Linked DNA regions of Mus musculus: region 1 is linked to region 2. A link is a contact called in public Hi-C data. All regions are on one chromosome and are shown on one strand. The core of a region is the stretch at or near the end of the contact, and the rest is flanking DNA. Distances in the headings are between cores, read along the strand shown.

What was found. Hi-C and Micro-C count contacts between places; a contact is called where the count stands out from the background.
Region 1: a Hi-C map of forebrain shows a contact between it and region 2, with 3 times the contacts expected there. The contact joins two enhancer-like sites. A contact is called at or near these places in 4 of 484 Hi-C or Micro-C datasets (the N1E-115 cell line, embryonic stem cells, forebrain and 1 more).

Annotation. Positions count from the first base shown.
Region 1 is chr14:12,135,057-12,142,158 of GRCm38.p6, reverse strand. The region is part of intron 8 of Ptprg (protein tyrosine phosphatase, receptor type, G); the gene reads right to left. Among named protein-coding and RNA genes, the nearest start is that of 3830406C13Rik, 150 kb to the left of the region's middle. Within about 2 kb of position 2,073, at least 17 of the 459 cell types and tissues checked have an H3K27ac peak or open chromatin away from gene starts, as enhancers often do. A contact at or near this core is called in forebrain, where this site is marked.
Region 2 is chr14:11,770,968-11,777,936 of GRCm38.p6, reverse strand. All of the region lies in intron 2 of Ptprg (protein tyrosine phosphatase, receptor type, G), which reads right to left. Among named protein-coding and RNA genes, the nearest start is that of Gm52128, 200 kb to the right of the region's middle. Within about 2 kb of position 2,521, at least 121 of the 459 cell types and tissues checked have an H3K27ac peak or open chromatin away from gene starts, as enhancers often do. A contact at or near this core is called in forebrain, where this site is marked.

The DNA.
Region 1 (7,102 bases), core at 824-3,323, 360 kb before region 2:
AATGTAGAGTGTCATTTCTCAGGAGGAAGCCACTGGCCTGGAACTTCCCAAGGACAGGTCGCCTACTTGGTGCTGAGGTCACATGCTCCCTCTGGGGTTTCATTTTACACCTGGCGCGCATACATATACATATACGTATATACATATACATACATATATATTTATATATACACACACACATACATACACACACATTTCTGAAGATCAAACACAGATTCTTGTGATTGCTTACTGAGCCATCTTCCCAGCTCTCTCTTTATTTTCTGAGACATAGTTTTGCTATATAGCCCAGGCTTGCTCTAAGGTTATGGTACTACTGCCTTAATGCCCTAAGCCTCAGGGTTGAAGTCATGTGCCACCATGCTTAGCCCTGCCCTGCTCCCTACGTTTTAGCTTAGTAGACACTCTGTACTTCAGCCCTAAATACTCATACCTGCAACTTTTCAGAACAAGAACATTCCCTCATCTAGCCTCACTACCATTACCCTACCTAAGAAAACACACAGTGACTCAATAGGATTCTCGTACAATATCCATATTCAAATTTGCCCCCTTGTTTTCAAGACAACTTATGGCTGTTGCCCTCCTCACCTGACCCTGTGCTGATGAAGCTTTCTCCTCTGACTTTTCCTCAAGACAGACTCTTTGACTGGAGGACCAGACAACTAGCTAAATTTGCAGATGAAATTTTATTGCAGGCAGATCAAAGCATAAATGCAATGCGTCTTCCAATAATGCTAAAGCAGAGGCACCCAGAGAAAGGATGGCTTCCTCTGAACTGGTGGTACCCTGGGTAGTAAGGGACAGTCAGGCTAATCTGTCTGCCCATCCCTGCAGCTCAGGAGCTTAAGGAGACACAGCAGAGCCACAGCTGTCCAGGGCCAACTCCCCGTGGTACTGAAGGCTCCGGATCAGCCTGTAGGGTGGTGGGTATGGCAAATGTTTGCTATGTACAGTCTGGATGATCAAGTGTGCCACTCTCCTATCTTCCTAAGACAGCCAAACCTGTCTCTAGACACAAACAAATGTCTCCACAGAGCCCATGTCCCTCAGTCTCCAAGGAGAAATGCAGATTTTGGAAGGAACCACCCATGTTAAGCTGATACTGAGCGCAAGGCCTGGATAGACGTCAGGAGGGAGGACGTCACATCCTGCAGGAGCACTTCAGAGAAGAATCCGACTCTATTGGGGGCTGACTCCCTTGTGGAAGGCTCTTTCAATTGAGAGCTGAGCCAAGTCTACATGGGTAGAGGTTGGGGAAGAAGTGGAGGCAGAAGAAGGGACACAGGAGCAGTATTCCAGGGTCTGTACAGGACCGTGATGGGACCAAAGCAGGAAGATGGGTAAGCCAGGACTGGGAAGCCTAGAGGCCAGGTTAAAATTCTGGCCTTTCTTCCTGAAGCCTCTGGAAACCAATACAAAAGTAAGCCCGGAGTGTTTGGATGAGCTTGTCTGACAGACTCCTGTGCCCCCAAGGTGGAGGAGGAGGAGGCTTGTCCAGGTGTCCGCAGCACTGTCTGCACACTAAGCCAAGGACTCGGACTAGGAAGATGGCAAGTTCTAGAACAAACAATGCAAAACTGAGATGTCGGGCAGGGCAGGGGGAGGGACTTACGAGTGGTGGGGGGTAATAGAACACCTGCTGGCTCTGTCAGGTAAGGAGCTAAGTGAGAGGTGAGCTCACACCGCAGCCATTCTTGGGAACAGCACAGAACCTTCCAGAAGCCCCCAAGAGACACACACCTCTTTTCCAGACCCAGACTACCAAACCTAAGGCAGTTTCTAAGAGTCTCTGGCCACACTCCTGCAGAGAAGCACTCAGGCTGCAGCTGTGAGGGAGAGCGGCCCTGCCTGGCAAGAGGCTCCTTTGCGTCTGTTGGAGAAATGTGCTTTCTGTGGCTTCAACAGGAAGATGTGGGGACTGGTGAGGCATGCTCCTTGCCTTTCAGAGCGCCCCAATGCAAGGGGTGGGCATCAAGCTGCCACATATTTGCCTTCAAAGACTATGAAGAACTCTGGAATGGCCAAATGTGACATAACAGAAGAAACACTAGGGGGCGACAATGTACTATTTTTAAATAGTCCAATTTGCTAGGCTTCTCCAGACAGCACCGAGGGAGGGATGGAAAAGTGAGCAGAGATCCACAGGCGATCGCATCCTTTTTAACACTGGCAGTGGGGCAGCTTCATATATCGGCAACGTGCTATACTCTGCGATGATGACCTACCGTCCTCAGCTCTCACCTCCCACCACGTTCTTTCTTTCCTTGTGTTTCCTGAAACCATTCCCTCTCCTGCCGCAATCAGCGGTGGCCCTGAGGGACACATTCCTCCAGCAGTTACATCACAACCACATAAATAATCTTAGCACCCACATGCAGATGCACCATCCTTATTTATTTTTTGAAATGAAAATGGCTGGGCTCTTCTATGCAGAGTAAGATGATTCATATAGTACAAAAAAGCAAGAAGAAAGTTAAAACGATTTCACCCGAAATGTCGCTGTGATCATAGACAGCGGCTGCAAACATTTCAGGATCCAATATTGACATATGATCTACCTCTTCCTATATATGTGAAATAGGATTACATACAATTTGATATAGAAAAAAAATAAAATAAAAACAGGCTGGATGTGGTGGTTCAATGCCAAAAATCACAGATGCTCTCAGGCTGAGGCAGGAGGTTCTTAAATCTGAGCCCAGGCTAAGTGACATGGTGAGACCCTGACTCAGAAACCAATAAATCAAAACCCCAAACAAACCAACAAGAACAATGGAGGCATAAGGTCTGTAGGTAAGTTAATGATGGAGTCAGGAGGCCGTGCCTATAATAAATAGCGCCATCACTTTGAATGGCAAGTGCAGAGTTAAAGCCTCTGGGGATAGGACCACCTGCTGGGGAAGGAGACTGTAACTAAGGCCCATACTTGCCTCAGATTCCCTGGACCAGGCCAGAGGTACCAAGAAGGCCTCCTCACATGCGTCCTAGTTGAGAAGTACAATAGGAAAGAAGTCTCTTCCTGATCTATCCCCAGCTTGTCTCTCATCTTCCCAGACAGTGGGCTTCTGAACACTGGGGTAATGTGGAAGAGGCCTTTGCAGGATTCTGTACCAGAAAAGCCTCTGGCATTTATAGAAATAAAAAGTGCACAAAGGAAATATTTTTGACTTTGAGAGTCACGTGGTCTCTCTTGCCTTCAAAGCACAGAGCCGCAGAGGCAATGAGCTTGTGAGAGTGAGTGTGCCCAGAACTTACACACTGATGCTTGTGAGACTGAGTGTGCCCAGAACTTACACACTGATGCTTGTGAGAGTGGGTGTGCCCAGAAGTTACACACTGATGCTTGTGAGAGTGGGTGTGCCCAGAACTTACACACTGATGCTTGTGAGAGTGGGTGTGCCCAGAACTTACACACTGATGCTTGTGAGAGTGGGTGTGCCCAGAACTTACACACTGATGCTTGTGAGAGTGGGTGTGCCCAGAAATTACACACTGATGCTTGTGAGAGTGAGTGTGCCCAGAACTTACACACTGATGCTTGTGAGAGTGAGTGTGCCCAGAACTTACACACTGATGCTTGTGAGAGTGGGTGTGCCCAGAACTTACACACTGATGCTTGTGAGAGTAGGTGTGCCCAGAACTTACACACTGATGCTTTTGAGAGTGAGTGTGCCCAGAACTTACACACTGATGCTTGTGAGAGTGAGTGTGCCCAGAACTTACACACTGATGCTTATGAGAGTGAGTGTGCCCAGAACTTACACACTGATGCTTGTGAGAGTGAGTGTGCCCAGAACTTACACACTGATGCTTGTGAGAGTGAGTGTGCCCAGAACTTACACACTGATGCTTGTGAGAGTGAGTGTGCCCAGAACTTACACACTGATGCTTGTGAGAGTGAGTGTGCCCAGAACTTACACACTGATGCTTGTGAGAGTGAGTGTGCCCAGAACTTACACACTGATGCTTGTGAGAGTGAGTGTGCCCAGAACTTACACACTGATGCTGAATCTCAGTTCTATATGATTCCTGTGGGTCTTGAACTTGGATCTTTTTTGTATTGTTTAAAGATATGAGCATCCCAGTTCATATAAAACAAAAACTGATGGTGGGTGAGGTTTCCATGATGAAAAGGAACATGTGTGTTTATATTCTCAGCACAGAATCCAGCCCCTGCGCACAGCTCACAGGCAGCTTCTCCAGGGAGCTGAGACCCTTCCCAACACTCACCCTCAGTCACTTGCTGCTTCACTGGCTATCTGGAACAATGCACCTCCCGCGCCTGAGTCAGGTGCAGATGGTAATTCTTTGGCTGTGTTCTGCGCAGTGCTCGAGTCCACAGCGGAGGCTGACATGCGTGTGCATTTGAACAGCAAGCAAGCTGATGACACTGGTGTAAGATCCTTGGCCATTCCCTGGTGCGCAGGCCTGTGGGATGTGACTCCTTCTGTTTCCAAAGTCCCAGGTTCCCACCTTGCTCCTTAGTCACCTGTATCTGCCAGCTCTCCCTCAGCTGGTGATCTGCCTTCGATATCATGCCTTCAATATCTGCTCTGCCTGGGCTGTGAGGACCTTCATGAAGGGACTACACCACTGATCACTAACACCCTGTATACAGTCAGAGACATCATCCTTAGAAACGATTTTGCTCTTTCACTCCACTGAGAAAGACGCCATCCACACAGTCAGAGCACCCAGCTCACTCTGGCTGACACTTTCAGGGACTTCTGTTTATGTAGAAACCTTGTCTATGTTCTCTATGTCACCCCTCTCAGCAAGGGGATGTGTGTGACTCAAGAAACACATCCGGTCTCCAGAAGGTGCAAGTGCTACTCCAGGCTGGAGAGCGTGAGAGGCCAGCTTGAGCCAGTGCCTGGGGTTCTGCTGATATGTGCAGTTAGGAAACCACGGCACCAAATAAGATCCTCCTTTCAAGCCCAGTAAGAAAGAAACCAGAAAAAGTGCACAGTTTTATGGAAGGGTTTCAGAAAGCTGGTGTGTCCAAGTGTGGGACTTGGGATCTTATGGCCTCGTGCCTTCTCATCTGTATGATGGGCTGCTTGCTGCATGTAATGGCTTCCTCATAGGATTGGCGTGAATGTAACAGGCACATTGTATGTAAAGAACAGGTTGTGGGCCTTGGGCCCACTGGACATTCAGGCTCAATAGCTTTTATTCACAAGTCTGGATGTTTAAATCAGGTCAGCTAGAACAGCAGAGCAAGGATCTCCTTTAGACTGGGTTATGACCATCCTTACCACAGTTTCCACCACACCCCATTGCCCTTACAGTCTCCTTATCCACAGCCTGACCACCCCCCTGCCCAGGTCAGGAGTGCAGGGGCAGCCGCCTAATTTTACATCCTTCCTTCCCTAGTGATGGCCACTGCAACCCTGACATCGGGGACATTTTGACACTTCCTTTTGTATAAACCGAAGCCTTTTAACCATGCAGGAGGTGCCTCACCCTGCTTGCTGAACAAACAGCCCCTGTGAGGTGGCTCTGACATCAGTCCTTCCCTTCCCAGGGCCTGATTGCTTCTCACAGATATGCAGGGTAACGTTCCCTAGCAGCACTGAGAATCTCTGCTTTTTCTCTCAACCACCTTTAATTATGAGCCCAGCTTCCGTTAAATAATGAAGAGCCTTCTAACTGAGCACCCGAGGTCCTCTGATTTTACATCAATGTCAAGGATATTTTCTCAGAGGTTCTAAGAGCCAATCTCAGTCTCCCCTGACCCTTCTCATTTTGGGATTTAGGTGAGGTACTGGGATATGCTCTGATGAAAGCCAGTGTGACCCCCAAGTGTCTTAGGCTGTCAGAGTAAGCAGCTACTCCAGGGACTTCCACTTAGACCCTCCACTTGGGGCAAGGGGCCAACTGTGGATCAATGTGAAACACAGACTGTACAAGCATAGCACTTAGGCACAGGCTTAACTATTTCACATCCTATCCATAGCAACAGAAGCCATGCCAGGGTGGCGAGGGATCACCCCAGCTCAGCTTCAGAGCCCTTAATGCAGGGAACTTTCCAGAGACCTGATGTGAGGAGAGAGGTCTCTTATTGCATCAGAGTCCCCACAGCAGACCAGACAGGACAAAAAACTCAAACTCTAGAAATCTTGGTGCCTCAGAATGTCACCTCCCTTTCTTCCATGTCTAAGAGCTCATGAAGGACACACTACTCTGAAGAAAGTATAGGAACTAGAGAACAATTTAAAGTGACCCTGGCATGATCTGCAATCCCATTTTCCAAAGACCATGGCATGAGGGCTACCAAGTGGTCTCACTAGAAAGCAAAGAAGTGTAGTGGTTTGAATTAGAATGCCCTGCCCTATCCTACCCCAATTCATGCTACCTGAATATGTGGCCCATAATTGATAGTGCACTTTGGGTAGATTTAGGAGGTGTGGCCTTGCTGGAGGAAGTCTATCACTGGGGTGGGCGTTGAAAGCTTAAGGCCTCACCATGCCCCCAATGTCATCTCTGCTTTGTTTTTGTGGTTCAAGATGTGAGCTCTCAGCATTCTGCGACAGCCATCATAGCCTACTACCTTACCCTGCTGTTATGACCTCTAACCCTGTGGAAACGTAAGCTCAAATAAACTCTCTCTTCTATAAGTTACCTTGATCAAGGTGTTTTATCACATCAACAGAAGAGTTGATTAAAAAAAAAATAGTGTATGTGTGTGTACAGTATAAACACAAGTTAAAAATATTGTCATATTATCTATAGATACCTGACTTTTAAATAATCATTTATACTTTATTGCATCACATCTAAAACTACTAATAAATCTGAGGCCTATGGGTGGATATTTCCCAGATGGATAAACTGGGGGTTAGAATTAATGTCAGCCCACTCACAGCACTCACACTCGCAGCGCTAAGGAACACAGTGGTGCACTTTTAACGACAGCATTATATTACAGTACCATCACCTGGACCTGGATTGGTAGAGCAGATCGGTGGGGAGACCTGCTGCGCAGAGAGGCTGTGCTGAATCCTAAGTGATGAGCAGGTGTTTAGTGGGCAGTGGGGAAGGTGACAGATTAGCTAGCTCCTGGGGTCGCTATGGGGACTCTGGCTGCAGTGGCCCT
Region 2 (6,969 bases), core at 1,272-3,771:
CACATAGGAGACATGCAGTAATGTGGCTGCTCCGTGGTGTCGGACCTGAACGAGCAGTTTTACCTACCCATTTCCACCTTGGAATATATCCTCCTGATGACCTTCCCTCCCCACTACAGTAGGCTAAGAGAGTTGTGGGCAGCAGGGGCATGACTCTGTGGCTGGGAGGTGGCCACTCGTTCTCTATAAGGTCACCTAAGTGGTGGCCCATTTTGGCAAATTCTAGAGCCATAATTACAGACCTTCTTGGGAACAGAGGCTCCATTTGTCCTCAAGTTACATACAATAAATTATAATACATGCCTATCCTATCTGATTGGTGGGAGGATACGTTTATCTTTCCATCAAAGGCCACAGTGGAAAAAACAGCTTCTACACACAGCAGACAGAGAGCAGCAGTGTCTGTGCAGAAGCCTGAGGCGTGCAGTCTCGGGTTAGTAGAGGCAGACCCAGCACAGGAACCTGAAGACCAGTGGGTCTACACAGCAAGTGCACGGTGGCCTTCCCTAATAGTCGTGCGCCTACAAAAAAGACATTGTGGCTCTAGAACACGAAATAAACCCCCTGCACTGGTGCTATCTGTGCGGGTGCCTTAACAAGGAGCCATTTCCTTAGACTAGTTATTTGGCGCATGCCTGTTCCTCTCTAATTTTTCCTCACTTGGGCTTCTCCCATTTCTCTGTAACCTTCCAAGAGAACTATTCCTCAATCAATACTGAGACCCTGCACTACTCCTGTTTACAGGTTATTTCCTCTAGGACAGCCGATAGCTCAATATACTATTCTGTATCTTTAACCCATCCTTTATGTTGTATACAAGATCATCACCTCTTCCTTGGCCCATACTCACTTCCCTATGAAACATGTGGTTTCACACGTTATTGTACTTCACATCACAGGTATCACTGGCCACGTAGCCAGTAGCCATTTGTCATATGTACAGAGCACTTCCACCCGCAGGGGCTTAAGAAGAAAGGTGCTCTCTCATCTCTCTACGCAGCTATTGGATAGGCATGGACCCAACCTGAATCAGAACAAAGGGGACTATGAAGTAGGAGTGCCTCTGGTAGTCTGTTTGCTGGCCCAAACATTTAGGCTCAGCACAGAAAGACAGTTCATGGAATAGATACCTTCCCTGATGGTACAGCCAAAGGCTATGGCACGCAGGTCTATTGAGGAAACGCTATTACTTAACTTTGGCACTGCGTAATGACATCACTGCACAATCCTTTGGGAAATTCCTACTACCCTCAGGACAAAAAGTGATACCATGGTGACAGGCAGACAGTGAGCTGACACTGTACTCACCCATTCTTTCCTCCTACCGTGATTTCTGTTTATTCTCTGCTCCCCATTCTGCAGGCAAACACGCAAAGTGTGGGAAAGTAAAGTCACTGTGTAAGGTCAGGGTTAAGAATTAGGAAAAACAAATTTGAAGGTAGCCTGTCCAGAAATAAGGATACATATAAAAAAGATATTTGTAAAGGGTCCTGCACCCTCAGTTTCCACCCACTAAGACACAGAGAGGCGACACTTGAAAGCACTTGGATTCAAAGGCTCCATTAGGAAAGGGCCCAAGTTTTAAAGCCTTTTTCACTGGCAGACGTGAATGGCGTTGGTTTTAAGACTAACCTTCACTGGGGCTTCCTTGCCAACTTCTATGTGGGAGAGCAGGGCAAAAGGGCTGCAATTCAATATTATCTAGGCCAGGGAATCTGTGTCCAAGGAACTATACGTTCCAAAGACTTTAGTCTCAATTTGAAACCTTTGTGTTTTGTAACAACGATGGTATGTCCTATATAATTCAATCTGTCCCAATATCACATTATGGAATTTAAATGTCTCAGTAAAATTGATTCCTGTCTGAGGACGTTCTGATGAGGTTGATAACCTACTTAAGATTTCCAAACTGGACAAAGTGACCACTTGCATAAGAATTAGCAGCTAGGGGCTGGGAAGACAGCTTAGTCTGTAAATGGCTGCCTGTGAAAACGTAAGGATTTGAGTTTGGTCCTCAAAATCCACGTAAATAAAAAAGGCAGGCAAGAGCGTGCTTATAATTTCAGCACTGGAAAAGTGTGTAGTAATGGGTCCCTGGGCTAAATATGTCACTTCCTTGTCCCCACAGCCACAGTTATCTGCGTCACTGACCTTATGCAGTGCATGAAGCTTTGCTGTCGCTGTGGTCATTTCCCCATGCATTAGAACACCAGGCCTTGACCCCAGTAAGCAGAAATGACAGTGTACCCCACCTCTTTCAGCCTCCGTGTCTCCCCAGCCTCTCTCTGGAAACCATTATTCTACTTGGAGCTCCCACGAGATGAAAATTCCCACTGTGAAAAGCTGTGGACTGTGAGTACCAGGCTGCCTGTGAATTTGATTACATCTACTCCGAAGGCCTGATCCGAGCAAACCCACGCTACACATTTTGAGCCTCTCGGCAGCGGCAGAGTGCCCTGTTTGTATAAGGCTCTCAGGACTCGGCCTGGATAGGATTACACAACCGCAGGGAGCTCATTCTGAGGCAAGCAGCTTGCCCTTCAATAATCTGATAAACAGGCATTAACTGTGGCACTCTGAGCCCTGGGTGCCAGGGCCGGGAAGCCTTTGTTGGTCCAGATGTCAGAGCTCAGGCCTCATCCTGCACAGGCAGAGGCACCCTGAGCTTCCCGCTGGACAGAAGAAACGAGGGGGCTCGGGCCATGAGGAAGCTATGAACAGTCTCAAAGCACTTCAAAGTCTGACAGGGGAAATGTCATTTGGAGAAGCCCGGCAGTCACACAGGAGAACACTCCTGTCTTGAGCTGAAATTGTAATGGGTGTACGTGCTTATAGAATTGCACACAGGTAAATACGTATAGATTATTAACTATCTCCAGGCAGACTTAGAGCAGGTCAACAATGTGAGGCAGAAAATAAATGAATAAATAAAAAGATGTAAAATTATAAAATCCAGTTCAGTGGAGTCAAAACTAAGCAAGATTTATCAAACAGAATTCAACACACTTTGTTTCTTAGGGTCAAATCCAAGTTTTGATACTGTCTATGGAAACCATACACTGTGTCCCCAAGGCCCATTATAGCACACTGGAAGTGTGCCAAGAAGTGTCAGCTAAACTCGGGCTGCTTCTGAGCTTGAGCTACACTCAAATCTTCTGGCTGCCTAACCCAGGATTTCTCAGTGGAAGCCCCTTCTTACCAGTCTCAGGCAAACAAATTTCCTCTCCTCCTCTGACCTCCCATCCTCTGATTTACATTGGTGTCAGAAATTAGAAAGTAATGTTTAAAGAAGAGTTTGAAGAGCTTCTGTTTTCCTCTTTCAAAATAACAGCATCTTGGGCCAGTGAAATGACTCAGCAGGTAAAAGCGCTCTGATGACCCAAGTTCGACCCCTGGAGCCCAGATGGTGGGGAGAGAGCCTCAACCTCAGAAGCCGTTTTCTGACCTTCACATGTCCACTATGGCCAGTTCCACACTTGTACAGGGAAAATAAATGGATACAGTTTTCAAACACAAAATTTACAACATCCCGACTTGTCTTCTCTGTGCATGTGGTCAATAACTTAGAAGCCTAATGCAAGTTTTTGAATGGCAAAGTAAAAGATAGGATTCTAGGCCTCATATTTACAAAGCACTGCCCTTCAAAATGCTGATGGCTGTGGGCCTGCTGTCTTCCCACCTGCAGAACTTTTGCTAAATCTAATAGAATGTAGAAGAGTACACGAGCCACCGCAGAGAAACTTAATTTCCCTTTGTTCATTTGATTTCCTAAAATTACATCAACAGCAAAATCAGATACATGGTGGACGCTGGTTTCACGAGGCTTCTAATTAACAAAACTCTATTTTAGTATTTGAAGGATTGTGAGAGCTGGAGAGATGACTCAGCGGTTAAGAGCACTGACTGCTCTTCCAGAAGTCCTGAGTTCAAATCCCAGCAACCACATGGTGGCTCACAACCATCCATAATGAGATCTGATGCCCTCTTCTGGTGTGTCTGAAGACAGCTACCCTGTACTCACATACATGAAATAAATAAATCAAAAAAAAAAAAAAAAAAAAAAAGAAAGAAAGAAAGAAAGAAAGAAAGAAAGAAAGAAAGAAAGAAAGAAAGAAAGAAAGGTGACCCCTCTGAGATCGAGCCAGGGCCAGCAGAGCGATTTTGCCACTTCTTTTCTTTCCTTGGTACACAGCACAATGTGCTCACTGCTGCACCAAGCTTTTAAGATAACTTCAGGAGAAGAGTAACAATAAGATTATTAGTGTCCACTGTAAGTCCAGAAGCACAGAAATCATAAGACTATAAATCAGAAATAAATCCATAAATCAGAAATGAACGGGGCTTAATCATTAATTCAACTTTCCATTCACTGCCTGTATAATGAGCCTCACACGACAAGACATGTATTTAGAACTGAGTCAAGGAGGAAGAGGAAATGAAGTCTTGAACCCACCCATTTAAATCCCCTGTGATATTCCAGTGAGAATGCCTGGAGCCAGGTGTGCTGAGAAACATACGGGCTCCCTTAAGCTCAAAGCCCAACCCTGTGCTGGAAGGATGGCTCAGTTGGTAACAAGCCTGCTGCACAAACATGGGGCCCTGAATTCAACACCTCAGAACCCATATAAAAATCAAGTTTGTAGTGGTGCACGTGTGCTAGAAGGACAGGAACAAGGAGTTCTCTGGGGCTCACTGGCCAGCCTAACTTAGTGGCTCTGAGGCCCAGGGTTGGACCCTGTCTCAAAATGTAAGGTAGGTGGATAATGAAAAATAAAACACAAAGTTGACTTCTTGCTTTGAAATACATGTGTTTATATAAGTCTGTGCTCTCAGATATACTGCATGCATTCGCAGCTAAACATGCACACACACACAACTGTTTAAGAAACCATTCTTGCTCTTGCCAATATTACTTCCTCCACCATCGATTCAAAGATCCCTGCATCAAGAATCCTTGCCATAACCAGGCCAAATCTGCCTTTCCCTTCCTCCACTCGGGAAGATCAAAGGCCACTTCTGAGCAGTCACTTCACCCTCTCACTCAGAGCCCAGGCCAACACTAGCGTGGCAAGTAGCAGAAGACACGTCTAAACACAAAATTCCATTTAGCACACAGGATACTTTCTCATTCTAAAGAAATCTGATCCAAGGACCTGTCTCAGAATGCTAGCCATCATCCCACAGAAATCTGTCACCAGAGACTAAAATCCCCAAAGATGTTTTTGTCTTTTTAAATGGCAAGGTGGAGGTGGGGAAGGGATATGATTGACGGCTTAATAGAAAACACAGTCTCTGATATGAAAAACAAAGGTCACATCAGAGCTTTGCGCTTTGATATTTGTAAACCCATTTCCACCCCTTTACACTGACTAATGTGTGCCCTTCATAAGAAACAAAACATAAAACTAAAATGTAAAGAGGTTGACCCTGGATCACAATGGCTAAAACATAGTCATATGTTTTACAAAGAGTGAGTGTACCTGTGTCTGTGCATGCGCACACATGCAGGTGGACGCACCTGTGCATGGGCTCATGGTGTCGGGTTCTATCTATCCAGACAGGTTTCTCACTGAACCTGAAGCTAGCCTGGTAGGCAGCAAACCCCAGGGACCCTCCAGGCTCTGACCCCACCAGTGCTAAGGTATGGTTGCAGGTGTGTGAATAGCAAGCCCAGTTCTGGAGATTCAGACTCAGGTGTTCTTGTTTGCAAAGCAGTCACTCTTACCACTGAGCAATTCTCCCCAGCCCCTCTAATTTCAACATGGCCTCCATCCCCCATAGCTAAGTGCACATCTGAGAGATGAACAGATGACAGATATACTTTACCTTAGACTCATGATCTTCTAAGCTTTGTTGATTAACAAAACAGAAACAGACCTTGGATAGAAATGTTACCGGGGGTTAAGTGGTAAGAGGTCCACTGCTTTTCTGTTTTCCACCCTTTGCCAGATAGTAAACCTAGTATTTTCCTTAACATATAATTTGCTTTCAATAATTCTATTTTATGACTTGATGGCAATTGAACAACAACAAAAAGGGGCATGTACACAGGCCAACTTGAACGCATCCTAAAATGTACCCCTTCCTAAGAGACTCTTAACCGAGGCAGCATTCAGGGTTCATCAGAGAGCAGCACCGCCCATGTGTCTTGTGGGACACAAGTCTAGTGGATCCCAGTGAGATGAACAGAATAACCAGATAGCACTGAATGCACCTGAGGGGGTAAATCAACTCAGGGGGGGTTAAAAACAAAAAAACAAACGAAAACCAAAACAGCGACTAAGAGCAAAAGAAATAACCATTACAACCACCTGTCTCAGCCCTGGCAAAGGTATGGAGCCACCATCAGTGAGACAAACAAGAGACTTTTATCTTAAAGGGTCCAGCAGACTCTTCACACTGTGCTCTCAGAAAACTCAAACCCCCAAGTGGTCTTTGGGGGAAAAACAAGATTCAGCTTTCAAAAGCCAGGGGAGGGGAAATTCCAGGATTTAAAACCGCTGCTTTACAAAGTCCCTGGCATTAGGAGACCTATTTTTAAAAGTTGGGGGTAGGGAGAGTCTAAGTATGTTCACAGTAGCTTTTCATTTTTTTGACATATCAATAAAGTCTTTTTCTTCTTTTTGGGAAAGAAGGGTGGGAAAGTCCGTGAATCCTTCAGTAAAAATGAAAACTGAGCATGTGTCCAAGGCAAGCCCTGTCAGCACTTTCCCAGCTCCTTAAACAGAATGGCACAGACGAGGCCGACTCATTTTAACCCCCTGGCTGAAAAGGTTGCCAGAAACACTGTCACCTGAACAAGAAGGTCCCAGCTCCATTTAGGGGACAGAGATGCAAACTGAGTTAGGCAAATGTAAAGCTGAGTCCACCATCCCCCCTCTTTATGAAGCAGTTGGGTTGCTCAGGGTCTGAGGTTGTACCCAAGAGGATATCAGTGAGTTCCCACTTAACTGTATGTCAGCCTCAGCC